Regions from separate parts of the Mus musculus genome. Here regions 1, 2 and 3 are each linked to region 4. Evidence: chromatin contacts called from public HiChIP or PLAC-seq and promoter capture Hi-C data. All regions are on one chromosome and are shown on one strand. The core of a region is the stretch at or near the end of the contact, and the rest is flanking DNA. Distances in the headings are between cores, read along the strand shown.

Evidence for each region. HiChIP or PLAC-seq counts read pairs in DNA pulled down with a chosen protein or histone mark. Capture Hi-C pulls out chosen DNA fragments and counts their contacts.
Region 1: a promoter capture Hi-C map of liver shows a contact between it and region 4. The contact joins the promoter of Pdxp here to the promoter of Cyth4 in region 4. A contact is called at or near these places in 1 of 484 Hi-C or Micro-C datasets (B cells), 2 of 115 datasets of contacts at active chromatin or transcription factors (embryonic midbrain and pancreatic cancer cells) and 3 of 9 other capture datasets (adipose tissue, liver and pancreatic islet).
Region 2: a contact with region 4 is called in a promoter capture Hi-C map of liver, with 3 times the contacts expected there. The contact joins the promoter of Ncf4 here to the promoter of Cyth4 in region 4. A contact is called at or near these places in 5 of 39 promoter capture datasets (the C10 cell line, cranial neural crest, liver and 1 more), 9 of 484 Hi-C or Micro-C datasets (the G1E-ER4 cell line, the HL-1 cell line, the N1E-115 cell line and 6 more), 5 of 115 datasets of contacts at active chromatin or transcription factors (the HPC-7 cell line, bone marrow-derived dendritic cells, bone marrow-derived macrophages and 2 more) and 3 of 9 other capture datasets (embryonic stem cells, liver and macrophages).
Region 3: a contact with region 4 is called in an H3K4me3 HiChIP or PLAC-seq map of bone marrow-derived macrophages, with 4 times the contacts expected there. The contact joins the promoter of Ift27 here to the promoter of Cyth4 in region 4. A contact is called at or near these places in 1 of 39 promoter capture datasets (hippocampal neurons), 7 of 484 Hi-C or Micro-C datasets (the G1E-ER4 cell line, the N1E-115 cell line, cortical neurons and 1 more), 2 of 115 datasets of contacts at active chromatin or transcription factors (bone marrow-derived macrophages and pancreatic cancer cells) and 2 of 9 other capture datasets (liver and pancreatic islet).

The regions. Positions count from the first base shown.
Region 1 is chr15:78,912,541-78,915,417 of GRCm38.p6, forward strand. Pdxp (pyridoxal (pyridoxine, vitamin B6) phosphatase) reads left to right here and starts at 1,379. Exons shown (of 2, transcript NM_020271.3): 1 at 1,379-1,991. The coding sequence starts at 1,430. Gm30368 (a long non-coding RNA gene) reads right to left here. Exons shown (of 6, transcript XR_003951546.1): 5 at 2,751-2,877.
Region 2 is chr15:78,243,336-78,246,435 of GRCm38.p6, forward strand. It overlaps Ncf4 (neutrophil cytosolic factor 4), which reads left to right and starts at 1,476. Exons shown (of 10, transcript NM_008677.2): 1 at 1,476-1,752. The coding sequence starts at 1,721.
Region 3 is chr15:78,172,597-78,175,702 of GRCm38.p6, forward strand. Ift27 (intraflagellar transport 27) reads right to left here and starts at 1,485. Exons shown (of 7, transcript NM_025931.3): 1 at 1,173-1,485. The coding sequence starts at 1,206.
Region 4 is chr15:78,595,160-78,598,334 of GRCm38.p6, forward strand. Cyth4 (cytohesin 4) reads left to right here and starts at 1,888. Exons shown (of 13, transcript NM_028195.3): 1 at 1,888-2,060. The coding sequence starts at 2,042.

The sequences.
Region 1 (2,877 bases), core at 129-2,628, 320 kb after region 4:
CGCTCCTTTCAGCTCTACACCTGAGGGTCTTTTGGGAGTGGGCTGGCAGAAGTGGGTCAGTGCATCTGGAAGCCCAATTTAGTAACCGAGTGGAGGCAGGGGCATGCTGTCTATGGTCTTCTAGGCTAAGAAACCCATTACAAAAGGCACAAAGAACAGAAAATAGTTGGGCCTCAAAGGCACGGTTTTTCTTCGGTCTCTTCCCTTCAGTTGCTCTGGGTTAGACAGCTACAGTTCTGCTTAGAACCAAAATATTGTGACAGTACAGATCCCTGTTCATCCCTGGTCCCCATACTTTGAATTACTGGTTATTCAAAGGCTTGACAGATTAAAAGGTTTCCGTCTACAAAATGGAGACCTAGGCAGTTGGGATCACCCCATCAATAAAATGGGTTACCAATTGGGCCTGGCCATCAAAATAGTGCCTAGTGCCCCCACACACATAAAACATGAAATCAGATCTCTGGGTTCCTGTCTTACAGCCATGTGTTTGATTATCTATTTATTTATTTATTGGGTTTTTTTTTTGTTTTGTTTTTTTGTTTTTTGAGACAGGGTTCTCTGAATACCCTTGGTCCTAGTACTTGCTCTGTAGACTAGGCTGGCTTGGAAATCAGAGCTCTTCCTACCTCTGATTCTGAGTGCTGGGATTAAATGTATGTGTTCGCATCGCCCGGCTAGAACGTTTTAACATTCATCTGTGTGGATGTGTGTGTGGAGGTCAGAAAACAACTGGAAGGAGTATGTTCTCTCCACCGTGAGGTTTCTGAAGAAGGAACTCGGGTCCTCAGCCTTGACAGCAAACTGCCATCATCTGCTGAACCATTCCACTGACCTGTACCTGTGTTTTAAAAATCATTTATCTAAAGCCATCGAACTATAAAGTATACATCTTACTAAACGGAAATTATACAACAACAACAACAAAAAAAAAAAACAAGTTCCCCAGGAGACTCCACAGCACAGTCAGATGACCAGAAGGATCACTGACCAGGTCTAAGAGCCCAGGCCAGCTTGCGAAGTCACGGGTGATGGAGCCCTGGCTCCATCACATCCACATGTTTCTAATGAGCCTCAATGGTTCCGAGGGCAACAAGATGTGGCCCGAAGACAACATCTCTCTCAGCCTCTGTTTTTCTCCTAGCAACCATCTGGCCTACGTTTTTAATTGGCTGGGAAGCGCACGGCGATTCGCTGCAGACCAGGCTGTCTCTTCATTGGTCGCCTCCTTCTAGTGGCGCCCGCGGTCCCGCCCCTTTCTCCGAGCTCCTTCGGGATCGGCCAGCACCTTCGACTAAATTCTAGTCGCTATTGGCTGAAGCCTGTGTTCGTAGCCCCGCCTCCTCCCCGTTCTGCGCGCCAATTGGTGAAGCTGCCCCTTGTCCACGGAGGGAGCGCAGCGCGCGCGTGCGAGCGGCCAGCCGGCTGCATGGCGCGCTGCGAGCGGCTGCGCGGCGCGGCCCTGCGCGACGTGCTGGGCCAGGCGCAGGGAGTCCTGTTCGACTGCGACGGAGTGCTGTGGAACGGCGAACGCATCGTGCCGGGCGCCCCTGAGCTGCTGCAGCGGCTGGCGCGGGCCGGCAAGAACACGCTGTTCGTGAGCAACAACAGCCGGCGCGCGCGGCCCGAGCTGGCGCTGCGCTTCGCCCGCCTGGGCTTCGCGGGGCTGCGCGCCGAGCAGCTCTTCAGCTCCGCGCTGTGTGCCGCGCGCCTCCTGCGCCAGCGGCTGTCCGGGCCGCCCGACGCATCGGGCGCAGTGTTCGTGCTGGGAGGCGAGGGGCTGCGCGCTGAGCTGCGCGCCGCGGGGCTGCGCCTGGCGGGGGACCCCGGCGAGGACCCGCGCGTGCGCGCCGTGCTCGTAGGCTACGACGAGCAGTTTTCCTTCTCCAGGTTGACCGAGGCGTGCGCGCACCTGCGCGACCCCGACTGCCTGCTCGTGGCCACCGATCGCGACCCTTGGCACCCGCTCAGCGACGGAAGCCGGACCCCCGGTGAGCACGGGACTGGGCGCGGGGATGTGTGCTGGGACCTGACGCGCTTTTCGGAATTCCTGCAGCTGCCGCCTGTCGGATAGTGGCCGAGGACCAGTTTGACACACGAGCCACCTTAGGCTCACTGTAGCTCAGGGAATTGCAGGTGGGATACAGATTTGGAACCGGCCTCTTGGGCTTTTGTCATTGGCCCCACCCACTTTGCAGGAGGGTTTGTCGAAGCGGTCTGGAAGGATGATGCCGGTGGAGAGCTGGATCCGCGCATCCAGAATCAGGGTAGTGGGGAAACTAGGGGGTAGTGGAGCTTGACCTTAGGCCAGTGGGGAGACTGGAAGGTAGTGGAGCTTGACCTCAGTTCCAGTTCTGGCCCTGTTTGGTTAACCCTGTGAGTTACATAACCTCGGAACCTGGTTTCCAGTGGGGTTCTTTACCATGTCGGTTATCCCCAGGCTTTTGAACCCAGCCCTCTAGTTTATTAATAGCTTCCTGAAGCTCCTTAATGGTGCCTTCATTTCCTTTCCAGATTAGTTCAAAAATAAGAGTTTTGGCCCATTTCACAGTTAAAGAAATTGGTACTTAAGGGAGGTGAGCTGCCAGGGAACACACAGCATAGAGCAGGGGAACCTGACTTGGCCTTTGGGGACCCCCCATCCATCCATCCACCCATCCAAGAGCAGTCCAGGCTGTTCAGGCCTGTACCTAAACAGAAGCGCTGACCTCTGGCATGAGCCCCAAGAGATGGAGGGATCAGAGACTTACCAGATAGTGATGAATGGCTATAGACAGGTTTGGTTCCTCCAGATGAGACATGGACATATCTCTGCCACTCTCTTCTGCTAGCCTTTGGCTCACATAGTCCTTGATACCAAATTCAGGGGTTCTGCAG
Region 2 (3,100 bases), core at 226-2,725, 350 kb before region 4:
TCCTCAGTCATGGGTACAATTCCTGCTCGTCTTAGACCTCTCAGATCACCTTTCCTTGTCTTGAGCAGGGATTTGTATGCTTAAAAGAGCTAACTCTGTGAACTGCGGTACTTCTGTGTGCTGGGAGTAGGTCAGACCGTCCATTCTACGTTCCTCTACCACCCTGATCTATCTGTGCAGTGCAAAGGCCTTGATGAACATGCAGTCACTGGTGGAGTGTCCCTCTCCCACTTTCCTGTCCCCTCCTGTGACTTTCTTCATCCTCGTTTCTGTCTCCCCAGGAGCCCATGCCCTGCCTGGCCACGGGGAGGGCAGTTCTCACTGGGCAGACTCTATCCTGGGAGCTCTAGGTTCATCCTCTCTGGGCTGGGTCAGGGCCAGAAGATCCCTTCAGGGTGACAGGATGGAGGGGGGACATTTTAAAGTAAGGATCCTAAAACATTCTATATTCTTGGAGCCAGATCCTGAGGAGTCTGAGACTGCTTCCAATCCAGCCCCATTTAAGGTGAGAAACATAGGCCGTTCCAGATTCCTCAGGGGGAAAGCCCTGTCCCCACAGCCACGTTCCAAAGTTGGGGAGATAGGAGCCTGATTCAGGCAGGCTGGGCAGGCTGCCATCTCTCCTTCTGTCTTAGCATACCATCAAGTGGAGCTGGGGGTTGGGGGACATTCTCTGGGCTGCTGGGCCCATCCTCACTGTAGGCTTTGGAGAGCTCCCTACAGAACCAAGCATTAGAAGGAGCTGACGAAGAACTTCCTCCTTCTGCTCACATAATCTGGGTGTCCGCAGCGTAGTGCTGGCCTGGAAGAAGCCTAACACACAAACACACGTTTGGAACACACTGGGGTAGGGAACCCCGCTGGTGAGAGCTTGCCGCAGGAAAAGCCCGGAGAGTGGCAGGGAGGGTCTGGTGAGGACAGGTTTGTTTCTTAGAGGGCAGCTTCTGAGCTGAGACCTACAGGAGATAGGAGAGGAGCATTGGGAATGTGGTGGCAATGAGGGAAGAGAGATTGGGAGAGCAGGCAGCCCACGGGGCCTTGGGGATTCTGAAGCCAGCAGCGGGGGCTTGGGGCTTTTCTGAGAGCTGAGTAGGGAGGTGGAGGCAGATTGTAAGGAGAGCCTCTGTGTGGATGGAAGCTCTGGGAGAGCTGAATGTGGTATCTCAGAGCCCAGAGCCCCAGATGGGGCATAAAACAATGACTTCCTAGTATAAGAGGGAGGGGGACCAGGAGAGCTTCCTGGAAAAAGCACTATCTCCACCAGACCTTAGGAATGAATGGCAGGTCTTGGATGCTTGAGAAAGGGATTCAGGAAGAAGCCTGAGGAGGAAGTCCACAAGTGTCCTTGATGGACTACCCAGGGCTAAAACTGCTCTATGGTGGGTGGAGCTCAGCACCAGAGACAGGCACTGAGGAAATCCCCAAAGCCAGTGGCCTCACGCAAGCCCAGCACCCAAGGGTGCCACTTCCTCAACTGCTGTGCAGCTGGGAAGTGGCTGAGAAGACGTGTGAGGGCCAGGCAGCTCAAAGCCTGAAGGAGGTACTTCAAGGAGGGTCCAGAGAAGCTGGGCAGGGCGGGACCTCCTCAAAGGCTGCCCCTGGGGACACCCCAAGCTTCAGGAAGCTCTCAGATGCACATAGGAGGAAGTGAGAGGTGAACTCGGCCTGGATCTGGTTGGGCAAGGCCCCCATCCATCTGCTTTTCTGACTACCCACAGCCATGGCCCTGGCCCAGCAGCTGCGATCAGAGAGGTGAGAGTGTGCCTCTATTCCCTGCCAGGCTTTCTCAATGATCCCAATAGGCCTGGGGGGTGGGTATGGGGAAGTAAGAGGCTGTCCCTCCTGTCACCTGATATCAGTGGATCAGCACAGAGTCAAATTTGAAGGTCTTGCTGAATGATACTGCAGGAGCTGCATGCTCCAGCAGATGTTTCTAGAACCTTGACTTAGTAGGTCGGCAGTGTTATGCACCAGTAAGAAGCCTAAGGCTCAGAATGGGGAGTGGCTTGGATGTGGCCAAGGACCACAGGGTGAGTGGGTGGCAGAGCCTGGGAGCAGAGGTGTCCTGGGTGCTAGGCTTGGGTTCTGGGTTCCTGGTTCCACACTGCAATCAGGAGCGGCTCTTCCATCTGCCCTTCAGACTGAAACTGGCCTCTGCGTTTTCCTATCTTTAGGTTCAGATAGCCCAGGCTCTGCCGTCTGACCCCTCACTCCACTTCCTTGTCCTGAACAGGTCTTAGATGCTTGGCACAATGTTGGGGGCCGGGTCTTTGCTCTGCCTGCTCTGAGGGTGTTTTAGTTTTTTGGATCACAGTTGTGTCTCTGGGAGGCCGAACAGCCCTGGGACACACTGAGAGCTCACTACATCTGCTAAGAGCTCAAAAATGACCCAGATCTATCTTGGACAATGCTGACATTATACAGGTAGGGACAAGGAGACCTGATGGCCCCAAGCCCGGCCACCTCATTCAGTCAGCACTTGCTCAGTGTCTCTTATGGAGACAGCCCTGTGTTCCCATCTGCATGTGGAGACCCAAATGACAGAACCGTCCCCTGGATCAAGCAGAAAGCAACGTTAGGAAGCCAAGTGTCCATGTGAACTGCTTGAGAGTCACCAGAACAGGTCTGACTGACAAGACCCAGGTGTGAGCAAAGCACTCGTGGGATCTGGAAAAGGGGATGGGATTCCTGTAGGTCAAAGGTCAGAGGAGGTTTGTCTGTAACAAGAGTTAGTGTTGGGTGGGGGTCCTTCCATAGCTATAGAGAGTGTTACTGGGGTGCTAAGTAAGGCTGCATAATATGACTCCAGCCTTTCTCACCCCCAAGTTCTCCTAGGAGACTGACAGACATGCAAACTTGAATCTTCTAGAAACTGTAGCCACTAGAAGCTTGGGTCCCTTCTTGTTTCTTGGGGTGCAGAGTTCAGATGGTGCCTGTAAGGACTATCAGGGCTCAGTGTTTCCTCCGCCCACTCTGCCCTTTCCACAGCTGTTCCCCCGCCCTCTGAGGGGGGTGGCTCTCCTCCTCTGCCCCTGATAGGACCATGGACCCAGGTCCTAGGGCCATCAGACCCAGTATCTCCAGCGTCCTCTTTGAGAAC
Region 3 (3,106 bases), core at 235-2,734, 420 kb before region 4:
GTACCGTTCCCCTCCATTCCCTGCCCCCCCTTCTTACTCGGTAGAATAAAGATCAAAAGACACCCCTGCTAATCTTTGGATTACAAAGAAGAATCACGGAAGAGACAAGCCTCTGGACATGCCTGTAAGAAGTGTTCTAGTTTAGATTAAGGCGGGAAGGCCCGCCCCCAAAGGTGAGTGGCACCACTCTACAGGCTGGAGCCCCTGACTGAATAAAAGGGAGAAAGAGAGCTGAGAGCCAAGGCTCATGCTCCATTTCCTGACTGTTGACTTAACGTGGCCAGCCTGCCTCCCAGTCTTGCCACCATGCCTTCCTCACCATGATGGGCAGTCCTCTGGACCCGTGAGCACAATAAACTCCCAACTTCCGGTCCAGTAAGTTGTCACAATAAGAAGTAGCCAACACTCCTGACCCACAGGCAGAAGTCAGGCGAATCTGGGAATGGGGTGTACGACTTCCACTGGGGGTTCACCCATGGCAACACCACTCAGGGCTTCGGTCACATCAGGTCACATCACAGAAGCTACCTGGGGGCGCTGTGGCAAAAGGGTTAAATGAAATACCCCCACATGACACTGGCTGCAGTGTCGCCTCGGTAGACACATGTGCTCAGCTGTCAACCAGACTACAAGCTAAGCATATAGGCTTCCGAATGTTCAGACTGGCTCAAGGCAAGCCCACGAGTGTGAGCACCACCAGATCACTCTGTATATATCTATATAATACTCATCCACACTCTGGGCACTGTGCAGGCTATTTCCCTGACAGTCAACAATAATAAACATCTTACTTCCGGGGAATCTCTAAGTTAATGCTCTCAGATGCGCCACCCCATCTTCCTGACATCAGAGTGAGTGGGACCAGCAACGCTGACCCCTGACAAGTCCATGCTTGTACTTCGCTCAAGTTTGTTAAGTCTATCTGGTGAAGGTAGTCTCAAAATATGGGAGGGAGACCGGGACACAGCTGCATCTACAAATGTGCCCTAGGGGTGGGGGGAGTGTCCTGTGGAGCCCATTCCCCCGCCCCGCGCGCCTTCTAGAATCTGCTGTTGGTCACTACAGCCATTCCTAAGGGAGACAGAGAGTGGACGCGATGGTGAACCAAAACCGCCCGAGTTAGGACGGCTAGGGCTCTGGGGACCACGCGTTCAAACACATATAGCACTCACCTGCCAGGATGCATTTGGCAGCTAGCTTCACCATAGTAACCAGGTACTAGCGGAGACGTGGGGGTGGGGGACGCTGAAAGGGGGTTAGGATTCGGGGACAGCTGACACCAGGGCCTGAGGCCGTGATGGAGGGATGGATGATGGCCCGGGTGCTAGGGTTGGGTGGACGGAGGGCTTCAGGCCCCAGGCAGCCTGCAAAGGTTCCGGTGGGGCGGAGCAGAACCCGTTCCAAGTCCAGCCTTAGACCCGGCCCAAAGAAGAGTTGAGACACAACCACTAGTCCTCTGGTCCCAAGAGTCGCGCCAAACAGGCTCCTGGCAACCATCATCAACCCGCCTTCTCCCTCCATATTGTCTCCTGATTGGTTGCTCTCAAAAGCTCGGAGACCCCAGGCACCCAATAGAAGAAGGAGGCGGGGAAAACCGGTTCCCTTCGCGGAACAAAGCGGAGAGGTTTCTGCTCTTTAACTGCTCTCAGCTTGGCCAATGGCTTTAGATGCTGTCAATCACCGCTGGGCACCGCCTAGCGTCTCTGGAGACGCAGCCCAACCAGGATGCAGCCGGAGGCGGGAATTAATGGGGCTTTCTGATTGGCCAGAGCATGGCTTTAACCATCGCGAAGAGTTTGGGATTCGCTGCACCTTGCCCCTTCTTCCTGGGAATGGATTCGCCCACACTGAGAGGGGTGACGCCGCTGAAATGGCGCCTGCGCAGTAAAGGAAGCTGCTGTCGCGGGTCCTGGATGTTATTGGTATCTTTCCCCGACCCCGGGTGCAAAGAACATTTGGAGACCTAACCTTTGCTTCACGTCCAGAATCGAAATGCCATCTTTAAAGCCCAAGCATGTTATGAACCCTAAAAACTGAAATAGCGGGGAGGGAAAAATGTGCAACGTTGAGCAGTGAGGAAGACAGGAAGGCCCTGCATGCTTGCACAGCAAACAACTGCGGACAGCACCCGTGCTGTGCACCTTCCGGAAGGGGGAAAGAGCGAGGTCCTGATGGAAACTCACACAGTATATCCATATGTAACTATATATCACTTTATGTTATGTATCAGTTAAATTAAACTAAAATCTAAAATAGGCCTAATTTGACGTGATATCTTAATGGATGGGAGGACACGCCTCTCTCAGTCGGATTCCTCTGTTATGGGTGAATGGATGCTATCCTGGTGTTGCCCCTCATGAGGGGAGGGTGGGTAAATGCCACCTGACTTTCCTGGGAGCCCCTCTTGCTTTGCCACTAAGTGGGATATGGCTCTGCAAGGCATGTAACCTCTGGAACTCTGAAGATAGAAACCAACTCATGGGTACAGGAAGTAGGCGAGTGTCCATGCATCGGGGCGTTGTTACTGTAGCAAAACACCGGAGAGAAACTATTTAAAGGAGGAAAGGTTTAGTTTGGCCATTTGGTTGACCATCATAACAACAACAGCATATAAGCATATAGCCACCTCATGTTGGGAAAGGAAGAAATAGTTCCCAGGATATGCCCCCAAAGTCACATTCTCTTTCAACTAGGTTCCATTTCCCAGGCACCTCCCCATAGCCCATCACATTAGGTACCTGTGATGGTTTGTATATGCTCTGCCCAGGGAGGGGCACTATTAGAAGGTGTGGCCCTGTTGGAGTAGGAGTGTCACTGTGGGTGTGGGCTTTAAGACTCTCATCCTAGCTGCCTGGAAGTCAGTCTACCGCTAGCAGCCTTCAGATGAAGATGTAGAACTCTCAGCTCCTCCTGCACCATGGCTGCCTGGATGCTGCCCTGCTTCCACCTTGATGATAATGGACTAAACCTGGGAACCTGTAATCTAGCCCCAATTAAATATTGTCCTTATAATACTTGCCTTGGTCATGGTGTCTGTTCACAGCAGTAAAATCCCTAACTAAGACAGTACCCATCAATGGATCTGTAGTCCACTGATGAATGAAGT
Region 4 (3,175 bases), core at 638-3,137:
CCCACAGTGGGCAGGTCTCCCCTTCCTGATTAACAAAAACTAAGATGACCCCCACAGACATGTCCAGAGGCCTGTCTCCCAGGGGGCTCTAGACTCTGTCAAGTTGACAATTTACACTAACCACCCTGATGATCACCCAAGTCATGGTCCCTTTAATGACAGGCACTGGCTCCTCCTACATAATGTAAACTGATCGCCATTGCGGTCAGATGCTGCCCACATTAGCTAATGACCAGTAATCCTGGGAGGGGTCTCAGGGGCGGGAGAAATTCCTAAGGGTGAATTTCGATGTGGCAATGGGGACCTTTTCCCCCAGTTCTCTGTCCCTGCTGTAGCCCACCCCACCCGCAAGCACTAGCTCCCACCTTCCTGCTGCCTGTGGAGGATCCTGTTTCTTAGCAAGTCCTGTGGCCAAACTTGGATGAGAAAGGACAGAAGTGGGAGACACAGGGCATCTGGAAAGCCAGAATGCTGCAGAGGCCAGCCTGCTCCATTCCGTAAACCAGATTAATCCAGGCCTCCAGGGCGCCCCCTGTTGTTGATACATAAAACTGCACCACTCTCTCAGCTAGACTTTGGGTCAAAGACACAGGGTTGAGCTCAGACTCCAGGCGGTGGGGGGGGGGGCACACCCCACTTCTGTGTGTGCGTGTGCATGTGCAGGGCCTTGGCTATGCTAGACAAGCTCTCTACCCATGAGCTATGTCCCCAACCCTCTTCTTGTTTCTTATTTTAAGACAGGTTTTCACTGGATCAGGCTTGAATTTTTAATCCTCCTGCCTCAGTCTCCCAAGAAGCCAGGATGACAGGCCTATACCTCCAGGCCGGAAATGTCTGCATCACTCAAGGAAGGAACTACATGCCTATCTTCCCTGGGTGTATTCATTCATTCACTCATTCATTAGTTCATCCTCACTTGAACACTCCTTTCTCCTCACATTTTACGAGAGACTAGGACACAAATGTGACCTTGCCCTCACTGGACTTCTAAATAGATTGGAAACAGATCAGTGAGCCAGGATGTGCCCTGAATTCCAAAGAGTAAGCGCTCCTCTGACTGAAGTTTCTGTCAGCCATCCCTTTTTCTCTGCAGGATCTGAACCAACTCACCAGAAAAGGCCTGAGAAACAAAGCAGTCAACAATGGGGCAGCTGGGGGGGGGGCAGTTAAAGCCTAAAGGAAAATCATTTTTTGAACACCTACTACATTCCAAGAATCTTACACTGCTCTTTCTACATTCCCAAGGTTGAGTGTGCATACTCTCTTCGGACGCAAGCCAAATGAGACTCGGTGTAATAGGTTGACTAGCCCGAAGTCACATGCACCCTGTTGGTGGTGACACCTGCCTGAGTGGAGATGCTGAGGGTCAAACAACTGGATCTGGCCACAAAGTCACATGGAAGGATTGTACAGATTTGATGGTGAGTTTCCTAGCGGCCCGGGGAGAGAGGGAAATTAGACACTTTGTGAGACGTGGGGGGGGGGGGGGGCATTTCTTTAAAAAAAAAAAAAAAAGCAAAGCCCCTCCCCCATCCCTGAATGACTTGTCTTTTCTCCAATGAGATTTGATTCAGGGGAGTTCAGAGAGGACCCTAGAAGCTGGGAAATCTTTTGGCTTATATTTAAAGAGGTTGCTGGGTAAAGACCCGCGCCCCCCAGAGAAGGTCCATCGTTAGGACCTTCTTCCCCTGTGACTGAGCTTGTGGGGGCCCATAATCCACCTGTCTGTCTGTCTGTCTGTTTGTCTTTATCCACCCACCCCCACTCCCCTGCCCTAGCTCTGTCTTCCTTCTGCTTCCCCACTTTCCAAGTACTCAGATGCCAGGGTCTGAGCTAACTGGTGAAACTCAACTGCCTTTAGGAAGTGCGCTCTGTGTCAGGAGCCTGCGCACAGACCCCTGTGGCCAGGGCTGACTTCCTCCCACAGGGTCTGGGCGGGGCAGGCAGGAAGGGGCCATGACTGGTCCTCTTGGCTACCCACCAGAGCAGCAGCTGAGCTGGCAAGGCAAGCAGCTGGGCCACCTTTCCCCTGGGCTTCAGAATGGATGTGTGTCACACAGGTAAGCGATAGGTCCCAGCCACGGGCCTCAGTCCTTTCCTCCGGCAGAACAGGGAATCAAGGGCAGCCGTGCCCAGAAGGCCAGGAAAGAAAACCTCAAACTCCATGTGCAGAGGTAGGCACCGGGCTAGACTCCAGGCCTCGGGGTCCCACAGGCATCTGAGTGGTTGCTTACCTCCTGGGCTCTGCACTATGAGGTGGATGATGACAAACGAGATAAAAGATAGATAAAACAGGAGATCAAGGACGAGGGAAGAAGGAATTGGGAGTGCTCAGGCCGACGCGGCTCAGCAGAGTTCTTGGGAGTTCCAAGGAAGAGTTTTCAGGAGGGAAGGCCCCCCATAAGGGACCTGGGAAGAATGACTTCTGATGAAGGTGGATATTGTTGGTGGTGACACCTGCCTAGACCCTGTGAGGGCCCTACAGAGTCTTCTTAGCTCCTGGGGTCTGGTGACGTTTGATGGAGGCTGGGGACACTGCCTGAAGGAGTAACATTCATTCAATGAGGCCCTGGCACAGTAGGCCCTGTTCACTCAGTAACCAGGGCGGTGGGTCTGAGGGACAGAGAAAAAGGAAATGGGAGGGACAGGCTGGTGTGGTTCTCAGGGAGCAGAGAGCAGGGCTGTGGGTGGAGCCATGTCCCTGTACCCTCAGAGAGTTCTCTTGGAGTTCTGGGCTCTGAGGGACTGCAGCTGCTGGCTGTCTGGATCCCCAGGTCTATATGACTGGTTCAGAGTGACAGATTCTCCAAATGATACCTAACCCTTAACAGCCAGGCCCCACCCACCAGCACTGGGCCCCGCCCACTGGTGCTGAGCCCCGCCCACTGGTGCTGAGCCCCGCCCACTGGTGCTGAGCCCTGCTCACTGGTGCTGGGTATTCTCCAGATGCTATGCCTTGTTCTGTATTCCAGAAACCGATCAGGTTCTTCCTTCCTTCCTTTCTTTTGTTTGTTCTCTCTCTCTCTCTCTCTCTCTCTCTCTCTCTCTCTCTCTCTCTCTCTCTCTTTCTTATCCCCACCCCCTTTATTTTTAGATTTTTGGAGACAGTGTTTCTCCATGTAGCCTTGACTGTCCTGGAACTAGCTCTGTAGACCAGGTTGGCCTCAAACTCACA